Linked DNA regions of Sus scrofa: regions 1 and 3 are each linked to region 2. The links are chromatin contacts, called in public Hi-C and HiChIP or PLAC-seq maps. All regions are on one chromosome and are shown on one strand. The core of a region is the stretch at or near the end of the contact, and the rest is flanking DNA. Distances in the headings are between cores, read along the strand shown.

The links. Hi-C and Micro-C count contacts between places; a contact is called where the count stands out from the background. HiChIP or PLAC-seq counts read pairs in DNA pulled down with a chosen protein or histone mark.
Region 1: an H3K27ac HiChIP or PLAC-seq map of skeletal muscle shows a contact between it and region 2. The contact joins the enhancer-like site here to the promoter of CEBPD in region 2. A contact is called at or near these places in 1 of 5 promoter capture datasets (liver), 7 of 47 Hi-C or Micro-C datasets (embryonic fibroblasts, liver, skeletal muscle and 1 more) and 2 of 2 datasets of contacts at active chromatin or transcription factors (alveolar macrophages and skeletal muscle).
Region 3: a contact with region 2 is called in a Hi-C map of liver, with 7 times the contacts expected there. The contact joins the enhancer-like site here to the promoter of CEBPD in region 2. A contact is called at or near these places in 2 of 5 promoter capture datasets (liver and skeletal muscle), 16 of 47 Hi-C or Micro-C datasets (alveolar macrophages, embryonic fibroblasts, fetal heart ventricle and 8 more) and 2 of 2 datasets of contacts at active chromatin or transcription factors (alveolar macrophages and skeletal muscle).

Annotation. Positions count from the first base shown.
Region 1 is chr4:79,972,662-79,975,841 of Sscrofa11.1, forward strand. All of the region lies in intron 10 of SPIDR (DNA repair-scaffolding protein), which reads right to left. Among named protein-coding and RNA genes, the nearest start is that of CEBPD, 100 kb to the left of the region's middle. Within about 2 kb of position 1,615, at least 32 of the 83 cell types and tissues checked have an H3K27ac peak or open chromatin away from gene starts, as enhancers often do. A contact at or near this core is called in alveolar macrophages, liver, skeletal muscle and 1 more, where this site is marked.
Region 2 is chr4:79,871,560-79,874,949 of Sscrofa11.1, forward strand. CEBPD (CCAAT/enhancer-binding protein delta) reads left to right here and starts at 1,304. Exons shown (of 1, transcript XM_005663091.2): 1 at 1,304-2,922. The coding sequence starts at 1,395. The coding sequence ends at 2,165. SPIDR (DNA repair-scaffolding protein) reads right to left here. Exons shown (of 20, transcript XM_021090636.1): 20 at 3,378-3,390.
Region 3 is chr4:79,937,416-79,940,765 of Sscrofa11.1, forward strand. All of the region lies in intron 10 of SPIDR (DNA repair-scaffolding protein), which reads right to left. Among named protein-coding and RNA genes, the nearest start is that of CEBPD, 66 kb to the left of the region's middle. Within about 2 kb of position 1,281, at least 46 of the 83 cell types and tissues checked have an H3K27ac peak or open chromatin away from gene starts, as enhancers often do. A contact at or near this core is called in alveolar macrophages, liver, mesenteric adipose tissue and 4 more, where this site is marked.

The DNA of each region.
Region 1 (3,180 bases), core at 365-2,864, 100 kb after region 2:
AAATTCAAAATTTAAACATAAAGGTACACTGGCAGATAGCCCACCATGGTGAATGACACTTGCTCCCCAAAACATAGTAACAACTCTATCATAGCAGGAAATCTCATTCTAGTCTTTTCTGAAGAGATGATACATTAATGAACAGAATAAAAATTGGAATTTCTTGCTTTCAAAAGATTTAAAGATTTCCTGGTATCTTTGCTGACACTGCAGTTTTCTACTTTTCTACAGCTCACAGAAAGACAGGCTTTCAAAGAATGTCCATTGTTTTCTTGTACAGCCAATGTTCTATGGTTGCTTATCTGTGTGCACAGCTGCTTAAGGCACCTCTAGGTTTTCCAAAAGGCAGTTTAAGTGGCAATATTTCAGAAGGTTTGATGTTTATTTCACTCTTCTCTTCCCACTGCCCTACATACACACAGAGGCTGGTCCTCTCTGCTGGCTCCCTCCTGCAGGAACTTCTGACACCTGCATTCAGATTCCACACCAGAGAGAGGGAGGACAGGCTGGGACATGGCTGAGGACCCCGCAGAGCAGCTGTGCCGCAGTCAGAATTACTCTAGACCTGGGCGACTGCCCCCTCTCAGCTTCCCCTGAGCAACACAGACCTTATTCTCTCTTCAATTCAAAGCATGGGTTTCTGCCTCCTCAGCTAATTAAATTTTGTTTAACATTAAATGTTGTTTTCATCCTTTCATCACCTACCCGTGCCATATTTCTCTCAGTCCTGCATTAATTGCAATAAATGCTATAACCCCTCAGTCATTCTCAGCTGGATTCTTTTTTTTTTCTCTTTATAAATATCCTCACTCTAGAGCAGCTCTTACTGCTCCCCAAGAGCCCCTCCTCTTTGCCCTTTTCTTGTTCCTTTACATCCACTGAGCACCTTGCAGGGGCCCTGAGTGCAAGTGTCTCATCTTCTATATTCCCTAAAGCAGAATGTTCTTGGCAATTCCTACTCCTAGGATCAGACTCCCTGTCAGTCTCCTTAGAGGAATAACAGCACGTGAGGCGTGTCCACACAGCTGGTTAGTCCAGAGTAAAGAGAGGGACACAATCATGCATTAGGCTACTCCCTTGCCACTCCTCTTCCCACCCACACGTACTGTTATGTGTCTACTACCTTCAGGGTCCTGTACCATCTGAGGGTCCTTGACCTCAGATGGTTAAATGGGAGAAGCAAAATTTGAAAACAATATGTATTGGCTGATTCACTGACAAGTATTAGTGAATGCCTAATACCTGGCCATTATCCTCACTATATGACAAGCACCTGTCTAGACGCCCTTGTAGCTGTGCAAATAAATGCAAAGGTTCAGAACACATATCACTTCCAGGCCAACCAGTCTGAAGAAACAAGGGTCTCTGTTAACATATCACACTGTCTCTGTCTTCCAAAGAATGGCTTTGGAGGGTATGTTTGCTGCATTTTTCTGTGGCACATGGGGCTGATTAGGATCAAGCTAATTAGAACTGCACGGCCAGGAAATGAGCACAACAAGGGTAAGCCTACCAAGACTGCCAGCTGGCTGTCCCAAGTGCTCTGGGTCCAGCAGCAGCTGGAAGGAAGGCAGGGCAGAATAGGTCATGTGACGGAGGCAAACAGAGGGAAAGGGGGCAGCAAGATGTGGCAACTCAACATGAGCAGGAAATTGGATCTTACACTTGATCTAACCCGTCTGCGGGTATTTGGCTGTTCAGACACGTGGTGTTTTGTGCCAGAACTTGGCTGTCCCCTGCCCCTCGCCCCAAACACTGTCACTGTCTCCCACGGCTCTGCTCTGTGCTGTCGTCTCAGAACGCACATTCAGAGCTGCAATCTGGCTCACAGGGAAGTTCTAGTGTGACCAAAGTACTGCTCCAGATTACAGCTGCAGGCATGGGGCGGGGCAGGGGGGGGGGGATGCAGACCATCAGAGGTCTCCGGCCTCTTTTAGGAACAAAAATTTCCAGGGGAAGGAGATCAGGGACAGGCAGAAAATTCCCTGCCTGTTATATAGGGCCACCTTGAAATCATTCTTGATCTTGATGGAAAACAGGTGCTGGAAAATCACCACGGCCAGATTAAAATGAAAATTTAGAACTATGGATACACATACCATGGTCGTCTGGCTATGAATCTGGAAAATTACTCTTGTTATCTTCATAATGTTACAAAAATTTTATTTTCATAACTGTCTGTATTCACATTAGTAGGCTATTGTTATTCCTTTTGATTTTTTCAAGTGAATCACATAAAAAAGAACATAGATACTATTTCACATTATCAATAAACTCATTGAGGATACATATTCAAGGTATATGTTCACTATAAATATGAACTCCAGCAATGAAAAGTGTTGGTATTATACAGTATTTAAAGAACATGAACATACCGCTTTCATATTATCTACAGCTCTGATTCTACTCTGAAACATTTAAAATTTCAATCAGCTAGCTGTAACCTGACACTAGACCAATAAAATGATAAAAGCTTAAAAAGAGATAAAGAGTAGGAAAATGGATCCATTTTCTGCCATCCAGAAAGGAAGAACTGATACTCACACAAAGACAAACTGTTATAAATGCCAAAAAGAGATACACCTAACTGAAATATATTTAGGGACATATAGAGCAGGCACAATATTTGCAGATAAATACTCCTACATATAATCCTTACCTGAAAGGAGTTTACAACCTTAAAGACTGACATCTCTATAACTAACTACAATGCAAATGACCGTAATAGCTATAGAACAAATCGTGCTGAATATCTACTTGGAATCAGGCATTTCATAAATGTTATCTCATTTAATCTTCAAAATAAACACTCAAGGCTGACAGTGATGGTACTAACTGCACGGTGCTGTTCTACCTACATACCTACCCATCTTTTTTTTTTTCTGTTTTGGCCACCCCACAGTACGCGGAGTTCCCAGGCCAGGATCAGATCCAGCTGCAGTTGTGACCCACACTGCAGCTGTGGCAACACTGGACTCACTGTGCCGGGCTGGGGATCAAACCTGCATCTTGGCACAGCAAAGATGCTACCAATCCCACTGCGCCATAGTGGGAACTACCCATCTACTCATCTTTAACCAATAAACAGTGCGAGAGGATAGCAGTGTTCAGATTCAAACTCAAGTTTGTCTGCTTCCAAAATTTGTTTTTCTCATTATACCACACGGAAGAAGACACTAT
Region 2 (3,390 bases), core at 54-2,553:
CAGCAGCTGTAGTTCAGATTGAACCCCTAGCCTGGGAACTTCCATATGCCACAGGTGCAGACCTAAAAAAAGGTTTTAAAAATAAAAATTATCATTAATTACTGGTTAATACATTTAAAAAATATGAGGATAGCATCTTCCAAGCTCAATCCCAATCTGACATCTGGATGTACCAATCATCTCGCTGAATTTTTTTTTTTATGAGAATATGGTTCTTTGTGCATTCCCTCCCTGGAGAAGTCTTTGGTAACGTTTTTATGGCTTCTGAAATACATGTTTTTTTGGGGGGATGTGCATGAACCACACTCTATGTGTTCCTAGGTTTTACCCTTAATAGGTAATTATAAGTGTGAGATCTATATCATGTCCCTGGAGTAATTCTAGCGCATTATGTATGTCCCTCTAGAAAGCCTACTCAGTACCCTATGGTGTGTTTTCAGAAGTCACCACTGGAATTGACTGCAGACACTCCAGCGATAGTTCATGGAGCGCTGTAGAGCTTGTGGAACGTTGAGTGTTGGGACAAGAGGAAACGAGAAAGGTTGTGGATGAAGGCCAGGTCTGAACAGGGTCTGTGGTGCAAAAAATGGAATTGACCTGAAATGCCTGTCCAAATTGTAGGAAACGCAACAAAACCAGTTCAGTGTCTTTTTCCTGCATTTTACAACCCGGAAAGCGAACATGTTAATACCTTACCAACGTTTTCTTTCTCCTGAAAGGGACCCACCCCACTGCTCTGGATCCAAAGGCACTTCTTTTTTGGAATATTGAATAGAAAGAATCCGGCCTAAAAAACTGAAGTAAGAAACCACCGCAAGATGGCACTGCTCTAGTGGACCAGGAAGCAGCGCCAGGGGTGCCGGGCTCGTGGGGCAGGGAGTTGGTGGGGTTCGCCCGGGGCACTGAGTTATCTAGAAGCTCCGAGCTCGTGGGGCTTGCGGGGTGCAGGGTTCAAAATAGCTTCCCCTGGCCCCAGGCCCGCGGGGTTTGAGAGCGACCCCACCCACCACCCAGGAGCCAGCGGAACGCCGCGGGGCAGCGTCGCGATCCTCCCCCATTCCCCATCTCCTTGATCGGGAAGCACCAAGACCCAAATTCCCTGAAGCTGCGAGGCAGCGCCCCCGTGCAGAGTCCCCGCCGCCCTCCGCTCTGGTTCCGCCCCGGTGCCGCGGGAGCAGAGGCCCCGACCCACCAGCAGGAAGGAGGCGCGGCCGAGGGAGGGTCGTTCCCGGCAGCGCCGCGCGGGCCGGGCCGGCGGGCAGGAAGCGCGGGGGAGGCGCTCGGGCGGGGGTCCCGCGGTCCGCGGCCGGGGCGGAGCGTGCGCGTCAGCCGGGCTAGAAAAGGCTGCGCCCGGACCGCCAGGGGACCGCGCTCGCTGTCGGCTCGACGCCGCCATGAGCGCCGCGCTCTTCAGCCTAGACGGCCCAGCGCGCGGCGCGCCCTGGTCTGCGGAGCCCGCCGCCTTCTACGAGCCTGGCCGCGCAGGGAAGCCTGGTCGCGGAACTGAGCCGGCCGCTCCCGCCATGTACGACGACGAGAGCGCCATCGACTTCAGCGCCTACATAGACTCCATGGCCGCCGTGCCCACCCTGGAGCTGTGTCACGACGAGCTCTTCGCTGACCTCTTCAACAGCAACCATAAGGCTGGCGCCCTGGAGCTGCTGCCCGGGGCCCCCGCGCGCCCTGCGGGCCCCGGCCCCGCACCGCGACCGCTCAAGCGCGAGCCGGACTGGGGCGACGGCGACGCGCCCGGCTCGCTGCTGCCCGCGCAGGTGGCCGCGTGCGCACAGACGGTGGTGAGCCTGGCGGCCGCCGCGCAACCCACGCCTCCCGCGTCGCCCGAGCCGCCGCGCCGCAGCCCCGCGCCCCCAGCGCCAGGGCCCGCACGCGACAAAGCAGCGGGCAAGCGGGGCCCGGACCGCGGCAGCCCAGAGTATCGGCAGCGGCGCGAACGCAACAACATCGCGGTGCGCAAGAGCCGTGACAAGGCCAAACGGCGCAACCAAGAGATGCAGCAGAAGCTGGTGGAGCTTTCAGCCGAAAACGAGAAGTTGCAACAGCGCGTGGAGCAGCTCACACGGGACCTAGCCGGCCTGCGGCGATTCTTCAAGCAGCTACCCGGCGCACCCTTCCTGCCCGGCGCGGGGGCGGCGGACGCGCGGTGACGCGGGGGGCGCGCGGACTGCGGCCGCAGTGCCTGGAGCTGCCTGGCCGGTCTGGGACTTGGACAGCTGTCGCGTGGACCCTAAGTTACTATGACGGCAGCTTCTCTACATCCTACCCCTAGGATGCAGCTAAGGTACATTCGTAAGAGACTTTTCGAGACTAGCCTTTGTACTGTAGATACGAAAAAAAGACTGAGCATGCTCACTTTTTTATATTGATTTTTACAGTATTTGTAAAAATAAAGATGCGTTAGACCCACCTTGATTCCTGCGCTCAAGGCCCTTCGGACCCGCCGGGGAGGGCGCGTCTGGCCGGCTTGCGCCCTGGGGCCGGGTTCCTGGAAGACCATGGCTTTGCTTCTCAAACAGGCCGAACTACACCTGAGGACTTGCGGGTTAATTTGAGGAGACCCTCTCAGGTGGAAGGCGCCCCGGGATCGTGTCAGAAACTTGCTGGAGCGCGCCCCACCTCGAGTGGGGGCTCCAGGGACGGGGAGAAAGAGGGCTGAGGTTATCCGAAAACGTCTGATTCACCTTGACTGTAATGGGATTTGCTTTCCCTTTGCTCAGTCTTGTAGACAGCTTTAAGTAGACTTCCAAGGTGTGTCAAGTACAGAAGTCACGTAGGAGATGAAAAGAAACAGTCACAAAGCTACTTAAAACCAGCTACCTTGCCAGTACTTGTAATGTTTCAACGCTTAATATGGACGAATAAATAAAGCCTTTCCCCCAAGAGTGTGGGTACTAGGCACCCTTTCTTGGTCTTGGCTGCTACATCTATATTATGTAATGAATTAACTGTGGCCTGTCATGATTATGTAGTCATAAGGGAGGAAATGCAAGATCTTTAGTGTCCAGAGATAATTAATCCGTGGTTTTACTTTTAAACTCAGATCTCTGCCAACACAGTGAAGGATAACTGAGCTTTCCCAGTTTCCATAATCTTGGCTCCGGCCCGGGCTGGGCCAGACTAACCAGACCTCTCAGTGTCTCTGTAAGGTAGCTATCGTCAGGTCAGTTACTCTACCTACACTTCATGAGAAAGTTTTACCTCTGACATAGTTCCCCAGAACACTTTACGAAAAGCACTGAACTGCAAAATGCTTAGGTTGGACACTGATTATGGAGAGCAGTGATAGCACAATAGAGGGCAAAGGTTTAAGCTTTGCAAGGTATTCTTTGGGGAAATGTTAAAGGAAGTACAAAAAAACATGCTGAATCATGG
Region 3 (3,350 bases), core at 31-2,530, 66 kb after region 2:
GAGCTTCAGCTTTCCAACCTGTACAATCCAGATAACTTCACTTTGCTTCACACCCAGCTAAGTGCCCACACCCATATGTGCTCAGAACCCTGGTTTCCTGCACCCACCAGGCAAATTCACATTGTTACCAATGCAGTTTATCAACAAGAAGGTGGTTTTCTCCTATCACGCTTCAGCCCACCCCTTATATCATGAGTGTGCTCCTCAGTAAAAGGGTTGATCTGCAGGAAGGGGCTCAGTGAAACCAGCCTATGGTCAGCCTGGTGGTGCTGTCCCCAATATCCAGCTCCTGAAGTTCTGTTGTAAGTGAAGCTCCTCTCTATGTAAAGCAATCAAGGCTTATTAGCAAACCCAGTGTCCTCTACCTGCCCAGCCACAGGGCACCCCATCCTGGCCACCAGAGCCTGACTACGGCACTTGGACTCCATGAATTTCTGAGACATGAGGGTGAGGCTGGGAGAACTGACTGAAACTGGTGCCAAATGAAACTACACAGCACATGCCAGCAACATAAAATAAGAGAGATAAGAGGTTCCCAGTTCAATCCCAGGCATATCATGATAGAAGGATAAAGTCCATCATGGAGTTAATATTTGTCTTTAAGAATGTTTCTTTCCTTCTCGTAACAGCCAAATGTCCCATCATTAAAGATCACTTTAAAAATTCTAGAAATGCGTGCATTGTTAATCTGTGAAAGCAATGGAACAAAGTACAAGGAATAAGGAAAACAAATGTTGATTCATAGATGGGGTTTTAGTAAGACTATAATTTAATTCCCCTTTGAAGTTTTAAATGCCCCTCCCCAACTTTTCAAAAGTATTTATTTTTCCCTCCTTTCATTCTGTGACTCAGTAAGATAGATACATAAGAACATAGAAGCAGTGTATGTGTGTGTGTGTATCTGTGTGTGTGTGTGTGTGTGTGTGTGTGTGTGTCTATGCTTGTGTTCCGAGAGAGAAGCAGATGAAGTGACATGTGGGATGTTTACACGAGTCAGGGAAGTAGTTCTGAGCAGTCCACCAAGAATTCCCGGAATCAGAATCAGGCTCCGCTGTTTTATTCTAGGTCAGTGTCAACTGAAACAGCCTCTGAAAATCAACAAGGATCTTTCTCTTCACATTATAATCCCTACTAAGCCTCAATTTAAGGACGAGAAACAGAAGAAATTAGAGGATGAAGTGAGAAAAAAAGCAAGAGAGAGAGAGAAAGGGGAAGGAAGCTGAGAGGGGAGTTTGGACCAGACCCGGGGCGGGGGAGTTGGGGGGAGTGCAGAGGAAGAGAGCCGAGGGGGCAGGGCCTTCCCAGCTCCAGCCCGCACGCAGACGGGAAACCAGATACAGCAGGACACTGTGTCCTCCTGAAAAACAACCAGACTGCACTCCTAAAGTAAACAGTTAATCCCGCTGTTTATCTTCTTAACATGAGATGTTAGCAGGATGATCCCTACTGCACAGAAATGTGGTCTCTACTCATTTAAAAATCCTATTTCTCTTTGCTAAAATAAAAGTGTGACATGAAAACTTTCTAGTATCAGTGAACAGGAAGGAATAATAATCTTTCTTTGCTGAAAGTGACTTAACTAAAGGATGGCAAAAAGCCTGAGAAAGGCCTTTTCCACACTCATACTTCCTCTTCATTATTGGAAAATACTGTATTGCTGAAATCAACCAAACAAAAAACACTGCTGCCAGCTTGGTCTTTAAGGAGGACACGAATAATGCTGACATAATTGTGGTGTCCTGGGCTTGGACTGTGGTCTCAGTTCCTAGAGATAAGACTGTGACCGGACCAAGACAAGTCAGAAGAGGACATTTTACACATTCATACAAGTTTGCCTCCAGAACGAATTTTCAAAGGTACAGTTACTCTCACATATTTTTGTTAGTTGAAATTTCTACTGAAGGAAGCAGCTGTGAGAGTCACCAGAGACCCTTATATAAGTACTTGGCCCCTTCTCCCAGTATCCTGGGCATCAGTAAGACTTCGCGCCAGACCCCTCATGGCTATGATCCACCCACCCAGGCCAGGGCTCACTCACTTGACTGGTCTCTCACCTGTGTGTGTTTGGAGCTGTGAAGTTTCATCACTTGTGGAGGACCCTGTGCCCACCAGCACAAGGACCCTTGTGACACCTTTTACCACCTACCTCCCTACCATCCACCCATAACATCTAATTTGTCCTCCATTTCTGAAATACGGCCACTTCAAAATGTTATAAAAATGGAATCAAGTAGTATATGATCTCTGGGATTAATTTTTTTCCCTTAGCATAGTTCCCTGGTGATAATCCAAGTTATTATGCCTTTTATTTTTATAACAGCTTTGTTGAGGCCTAATTTACATACTATAGAAATTCATCCCTTTTATTGTGGCAAAATAACCATAACATAAAATTTATAATTTCACCATCTTCATGTGTACAATTCAGTGGCATCAAGTACATGCACATGTTCTGCAACCAGCAGCACTAACTAGTCCTAGTCCCAGAATATTTCCCCAAAAGGAAATCCCAACCTGTTAAGCAGCCTTCCTTTTGTCTCCTCTCCCAAATACTTGGCAACATACTGATCTGGCTCTATGGATTTGCCTGTTCTAAATATGTCACATAAGTGGAATCATGCAAAATATGGCCTTTTGTGACTGGCTCCTTTCACTAAGCATAACATTTTCAAGGTGCGCCCATGTTAAGGCAGGTGCCAGTCCTGACTTTCTGTAGTTGGCTGAAGAATATTCTATTGTATAGATATACCACACCCTGTTTCTGCATCCATCAGCTGATGAACATTTGGGATGTTCCTACTTTTTTGAAGTGATATTATTATTATATTACTACATATAATAACTATAATAGTATTATGAATGATACTGCTATGAACGTTAGTATAGCAGTTATGTAGATATGTTTTCAATTCTCTTGGGTTTATACTTGGGAGTAGAATTGCTGGATCATGTGGTAACACTATATTTAGCTTTTTGAGAAACTGCCAGATTATTTTTCCAAAGTGGCTGCACTATTTTACAAGCCAGTCTGAGGGTTCCGATTTCTCCACACCTTTGTCAACACTTATTAATGTCAGTCTTTTTTATTACAGTCATCCTGGTGAGTGAGAAGTGATATCTCTTTGTAGTTTTGATCTGCATTTCTCTGGTGGCTACTGACATCGATTATCATGCACTTCTTGGCCACCTATATATCTTTGGAGAAGTGTCTATTCAAATCCTCTGACCATTTTTTATTTGGGTTATCTTTTTATATTGAGTTGTATTCGTTTTTACATATTCTAGATAAAAGTCCCCTATCAGATAATGGGGTTTGCAAAAAGTTTCTCCCAATCTCTGGGCTGTCTTTA